Regions from separate parts of the Zea mays genome. Here region 1 is linked to region 2. The links are chromatin contacts, called in public Hi-C maps. All regions are on one chromosome and are shown on one strand. Each heading gives the region's core, a stretch centred on a gene start, on an enhancer-like site or on the middle of the called end of the contact. The rest is flanking DNA. Distances are from core to core; before and after follow the strand shown.

Region 1 (2,939 bases), core at 165-2,664, 190 kb before region 2:
AAACATGTTCTAGCCTCATGAAGAAAATCTTCTAGCTTCACTAGGGATCTATCACACCCGAATTTAAGGGCAAACCAGGGCGCGAATCAAATGTGTGCTAGGGTCAAGTCTCACACATATGATGAATCATGGTACAAAAACGAACGTCACATCTTTACTATATAATAGGAGTTCTATACAAAATAGCTAAATAATTACATCATATGAAGACAACGATCCTCAGCAACCATAGTTGACTGGGAGACGACGACCTAGACTTCTCACGAACTCATTGCAACATCTTTCATGCTCCTCATCTTGGCGGTATGTATCCTTGACCTGTGTGGGGGGGGGGGTGTGAGTACATCAAGGATGAGCTCACATACGTTCATCGCTCAACAAGTTGTGAGGAATAATGTGCATGATCTCACTTATGGTGGGGGCTCATGTGAAGTGTAAGTCCTACCAACGAAGATGGTTAAAGCTGAGCATTGCTTTTAAAGTTGGTCAAAGTTTTATTAGCATTTACTAAGTATAAGTGTATACCAACCCAATTAAATAAATGATCACAATTAATAATAAATCTCACAATGCAATGCAAATGACAGATTAAGTTTAATTCCATAATTTACTGATGTGAGTGTTCGAGCCGCTCATGACCGTGAGCACGTCGGTCTTCTAAGGAGGGGGGGTGGATTGTGATATCCTGGCCCCAGGGGATGGTGATATCCTGACCCAAGGCTTGATAGAATTAATAGAGTACTCATATCAATGTGGTGCATCTTATTTTTCGGAAGCCTATATCGAAAGAACCTCCAAATTAAGCGTGCTTGACTTGGAACAATTTGGAATAAGTGACCGAACGAGAAGTTTTCTTGGGTGTGGATGAGTGAGGACAAATTACGTCCAAAATACCCTTGTTGGTCTGTGGAGACAATATGTGATCTTAAAGAGCTGTTAGGAGTAAGTAGCGCCGGTCCGAAAGTGGACGGAGTGTTACAGGATCCATTGTAGCCTCATAAGAAAATTTCTAAGCTTCATAGCCAAAATAATGTATTTTAGGATAAATTTATTCCAGCACAATGAGAAAATTTGTTCTACCATCACCATAAAAATGCCACAAATTTTGGACAAAAATACTCATGGTACATTTTTCTGAAATAAAAAAGATTATAAGAACAAACCAGAATATAAAGTTCAAAAACCAGCAGTTTACAATAGGTTAGTGACGGAAGAAGAGAAAAGTCTTTACTAGTGAATTTAAAAAGCAGAGATAATTATTAATGAAAAGTTATAATAATGAAACAGTTGGGATAAAAATTAAAAAATGTTAAGGAAAAAAAGAACCAAGTGTCTTGGTAGAAGAAAGAAAAATAAAGAAAAGTAACGGAGAAAGAATAATGTTCTTCCTCCAGTTGGACCGCTTTCTCTGATGAACGAGCGTAGCTACGCACGTGCACCTGCAGAAAAAGATAAAGAGGAATCGGCCCAGTAGCACGAGCAGAGAATAAGGAACATCCCCACCTGTTTTCTGTTTCTCTTCTTCACTACACCTGGCGTGCGCGTGCGCGATCATTAGGGCGGCCGCCGCCGCCCAGGTCTTCGTCGGGCCCTTTGCCCGCCACAAGAACCCAGCACACCAGGTTCGTCCCCGTCCCTCTCTTCCTTTTCCTTTCCTTTATGCTGTGCAATATTGAACACCGAACCCTAACTTGAGCTGTGTGGCTATTTGTTTGCGGATCTGATCTAATCACTACTGTATACATGTATTATGCCTACTCACCGGTTCATGCTCTTTATTGGGTCCGCCCCTGCTGTCTGGTGTCGTACTGATTCAGTTCATCCATCCACTTGCAGCCCGATTAGGTTGTTCTTTACGGTTACGGAGCAAGATCCATTTAGCCATGGTGCTGCCGCAGTTCGCTTTTCAGAAGTTTTGGGTCTTCAATTGAACCCTTGAGTTTAAGTCCGAGCAGCCACACAACCATGGCTGTGGCTGCCGGCGTGTCGGAACCACCAATTGTGGAGCAAGTGATCACTGAATTCTTTGCCAAGAGCCTCCACATCATCCTGGAGTCGCGCTCACCCTACGACTCATCGCGGAACTTCATACGACCCTCCCCACCGTCGTCACCACTGGCTGGCAGCCAGCCGCGTGACCGGTGGTTCAATCTTGCTCTCCGGGACTGCCCTGCCGCACTTGAGAATTTTGACCTATGGAGACAGAGCAACCTTGAGCCTCTGGTCATTGACATTGTCCTCCTTCAACGTGACAATACCAAAACCACCAGTGTCGGGGCCAGCAGGATCATTGAGAGGTGGATAATAAAGTATGAAACTAGCAGATCTGGAAATATTATCAAGAACAGTGGCAAGAAAGCTAGAAGCGGCTCTTCTCAGGATCATAGCTTGTACAGGAGGGCATACAGTGGGTCAACAGTGTTATTCCGGTCATTATATCTGGTTGTCAGGCTCTTGCCAGCATACCATCTTTTTCAGGAGCTCAATTCATCTGGAAGGATCTGTCCCTTGAACCTCTCACACAAGATTTCATCATTTGTTGAGCCATTCACCCGCGCAGAGGACGCAGAGATGAAACACTATGCATTTGCTCCGATTGAAACTCTGTTTGGTTCCTTAAGCTTGTCAGTTTCGTATGTGCCAGTGCTGGACTTGGCTGCAGTACCAGAGCAATCCTCACCGATGCCACCAGAGCTTATAAAGGATTATGTTGGAAGCCCCACAACAGATTTTCTTAGGAAGCTTGATTCCCTACCTTCAGATGGCATTGCACCTGGATGTTTTCCAATGACCAGGAGGCACAGTTGGAGCACTGAGCATGGAGTTAGACAGTCGGCATCACCATTTCCTATGAGTTCAGAACCCCATGGATGCCTACAGCCACGTATGCCTACTGATAATTCTCCAACAGCATACTCACATCCACATAACACACCATC
Region 2 (3,062 bases), core at 311-2,810:
GCTGCTGGCGAGCTTGAACCCACCTCCGATGAACCGCGCAACCCATGCCTCTCTGTCGCCAAGGTTTGCACCCGGGAGGACTATCGCACGCGAAGACACGAACCTCCCCACTGATCCTTATCCTTGAGCTCCTGCGTCGTTCGCCACCCAAGCTGGTTCGCCGCCGTCGCCGTCCCGGATCTCTTACGCCCCCTCCGTTGTAGATGAACACATCCGGAGGAGTGCAAGCTCATGGCGAAGCTTCACGTGCGAACCCAACATCGTCTTGTCGTCAGTGTCACCTGTGCGACGCACGCCGGCAACCCCTTCTCCATCGCCTGCCATCCTTCGTCGTCGAGCACCTTCGCCACTCGATCGATACCGGTGTGCAGGCATGCAGCCAGATAGTTTCGCTATAATGTTCTTTTTATCGTATCTTCTTCGTTATAGCTCCATTTGGACCTATTCTATTTTGCATTGCGTCCGTCGTGACCTAAATTACACGCTAGAGGAATCGTTTTACATCGTTCATGTTTGTAAAAATAAATTTAATATTAATTTGGTTGATTGCCTAATAAACATGCTTTGTTTAATGGAAAGCGACATAGAGGAGTTATAAGTCGTTGCTGCTGGTTCGTGTTCACGTTTTCTCTGAAATTTAATTTCACCCGGAAAAATTAAACAAATATGCCGTGGGTATCCAAAGTACTGCAAAAGCAATAATGTGAGAGAAATTCTCTAATATACCTAGATGTGTGCTAGAGTAGACACATCGTACTAGTTTGAGAGTCTAAAAAACTAGAGAGGATAAGAGGTACTAAAATCCTTTTTTTATTTAAAATTTAATAAGAATTGAATTTTAACCCATCCAATCTATTCGGTTTTGTAGCTCTTAAACTAGCTTGAAGTGGTGTTGTGTCGCCGTCCGTGATTATGCATGTCGATCTACGTGTACTCTGGCTAGGTTCCTCGAGACCTCGAAATTGCTTTGCTCGGTAGAACAACTTAGAAGCATTAAACTATAGATGCCGGACATAAGCAAACCTTGAGTCTTCGCGCACTATCCAGCGCCAGTAGTCCGGCGTGTCGACCCAGATAATAGCCATAGCCCTGGCCGCAATCATATAGGACTTGGCGCCGGTCTCCCTGTCCAGCCACGCGCTCTGCGAATCAGACTCACTTGCTCAGCCTCTCTCTCTTTCTCCTCTTTTATGTTTGTTTGTTTCTGATATATGAGTCAGCACAACCTACCATGAGGCCATCTTCAACGAGGGCATGGGTTTCAGAGAGGCGAAGGAAGAGCTCCTTCTTGGATCTTGGCGGAGGCGTCGGGTAGACGAGCGGGGCGAGGTCAGCCGGGAGGAAGCGTGACCACACGGTGTCGGAGTCGGCCGCGGCGCGGAACGCCGGCGACACCGTGGCGGCGATGCAGGCATCCCTCGGCCCCGCGGCGGCGCGGGAGATCACCGACACGAGGACGTCCGCTGGCAGCTGCTGAATGCCTTCCATCGGTTGCAGGTCTTGGTCGTCGGCGGCCGGTTTCGGTGCTTTATTACTTGGACAGGACAGGAGAGACTTGGTGGGTGGAAGAGTTTTGCTCTCACCAGGCCTTTTCAGGAGAGACTTGGTGGGTGGTTGGTGGGAGAAGACACTTGTGTAGACATGACACAATTTTACTGTAAATTTATGCACCGATGTCTCATAAACAGAAATACTTATGCCATTACTAGTAATTTTATATATGGAAGCTAAAGATTGCTTTGTAATTGATATGGGAGTTACAAATGTTGCTTTTGTGAACGTAATGAAATAATTATTAGACACCATTTTTTTTATTGTTAGGGCATGTACAATGGAGAGACACCAAAACGGATTTTCAAGCACTAGAGACAATTGAGAGACTTTATTATACAATAGAGTGTTTATAAATATAGTCTATTAATAAATGTATAAATGAATGTGTCTTAGAGTATCGGATCGATAGAGAAGACGAGGAATTCGTAACAAAAGCAAGTGAAGGCGTCTGTTACGATTTGGGTTACGAGTCAGACGTCTCTTCACGGAGAGATAGCTCCACGATTTTTTTACCCTTTTAGACACCTCAAGAGCCATCTATATTAAACATCATTGTAACTTTGTAAGTGCCCTTACCATGCTAGGATAACTTGAAGAGTTTTAAATATATGTACTGAGTTTTAAATATATGTACTGGGTTAACTGGTAGAGAATAGAAGAAGTTTGATATATATCTTCACAAGGAACCAACGGAGAAACAATAATAAACTTTGATTTCGATTTTCTTCAAGAAGTTGTTGAAATATAGTATTTGTTATTTCTATTCAAGCTGAATTTACTGTACAAACTTAGGCCGCCTTTAGAACAAAGAAAAATTTCTTGAATCGTACGTTTTTTTTTTGCCTGTCGTTCCAAAGAAGCGCTTAGATGGATGCGGACGATCCAATTTTTCTTCAACCTCCTTACAATTAATTGAGGCCGCTGCTTTTTCTTGTGTCTGGCGGTCCTGTGACCAAGTTGTCTCCCCAATCAACTTGGCAGTAGGTGATCTTTCGCTGTTTTGACAAAATGGATATGACTGGCCATCTGCTGATCCAATAATTCCTTTTTAATTCCCGCCCTCCTTCGCTCGCACTCGCACACTACTGGAGGGGGGCAGGGCAGAGCAGAGCAGAGCAGCCGCAGCCATGGTGCATGTAGGGGAGATGCTGGCCTCGGCCGTCATTAAGGAAGTTGTTCGCAGGCTGCCTGCGCTGCTCCAGGCTCCCGTCAAAGGTCCGGCAAAGATGATCCGGAGCTTCAGGGAGGACCTCGACGAGATGAAAATGACGCTCGAGTCCATCAAGGCAACCATGGCGGAAGCAGAGCAGCGGTCTATCAACGACGAGACCGCGCGGCTGTGGCTCAAACGGCTCAAGAGGGCAGCCTATGATATCTCTGATATGTTTGATGAGTTCGAACACGGCAGCCCACCGGGCAAGAAGCTGCAGGGCCCTAGTTGGTTCGAGGTATGCATGCACGCACGCACGTATTAAACCTATACATATACTGCGGTATATACATTTGTA

What was found. Hi-C and Micro-C count contacts between places; a contact is called where the count stands out from the background.
Region 1: a Hi-C map of leaf shows a contact between it and region 2, with 1.8 times the contacts expected there. The contact joins the promoter of LOC103654631 here to the promoter of LOC100283810 in region 2. A contact is called at or near these places in 7 of 25 Hi-C or Micro-C datasets (ear, leaf, tassel and 1 more).

What each region holds. Positions count from the first base shown.
Region 1 is chr4:220,951,452-220,954,390 of Zm-B73-REFERENCE-NAM-5.0, reverse strand. LOC103654631 (autophagy-related protein 13b) reads left to right here and starts at 1,414. Exons shown (of 4, transcript XM_008681474.3): 1 at 1,414-1,622; 2 at 1,837-2,939. The coding sequence starts at 1,966.
Region 2 is chr4:220,759,197-220,762,258 of Zm-B73-REFERENCE-NAM-5.0, reverse strand. LOC100283810 (ATPP2-B12) reads right to left here and starts at 1,560. Exons shown (of 3, transcript NM_001156708.1): 1 at 1,231-1,560; 2 at 1,024-1,142. The coding sequence starts at 1,488. LOC100275648 reads left to right here and starts at 2,632. Exons shown (of 5, transcript NM_001353763.1): 1 at 2,632-3,002. The coding sequence starts at 2,682.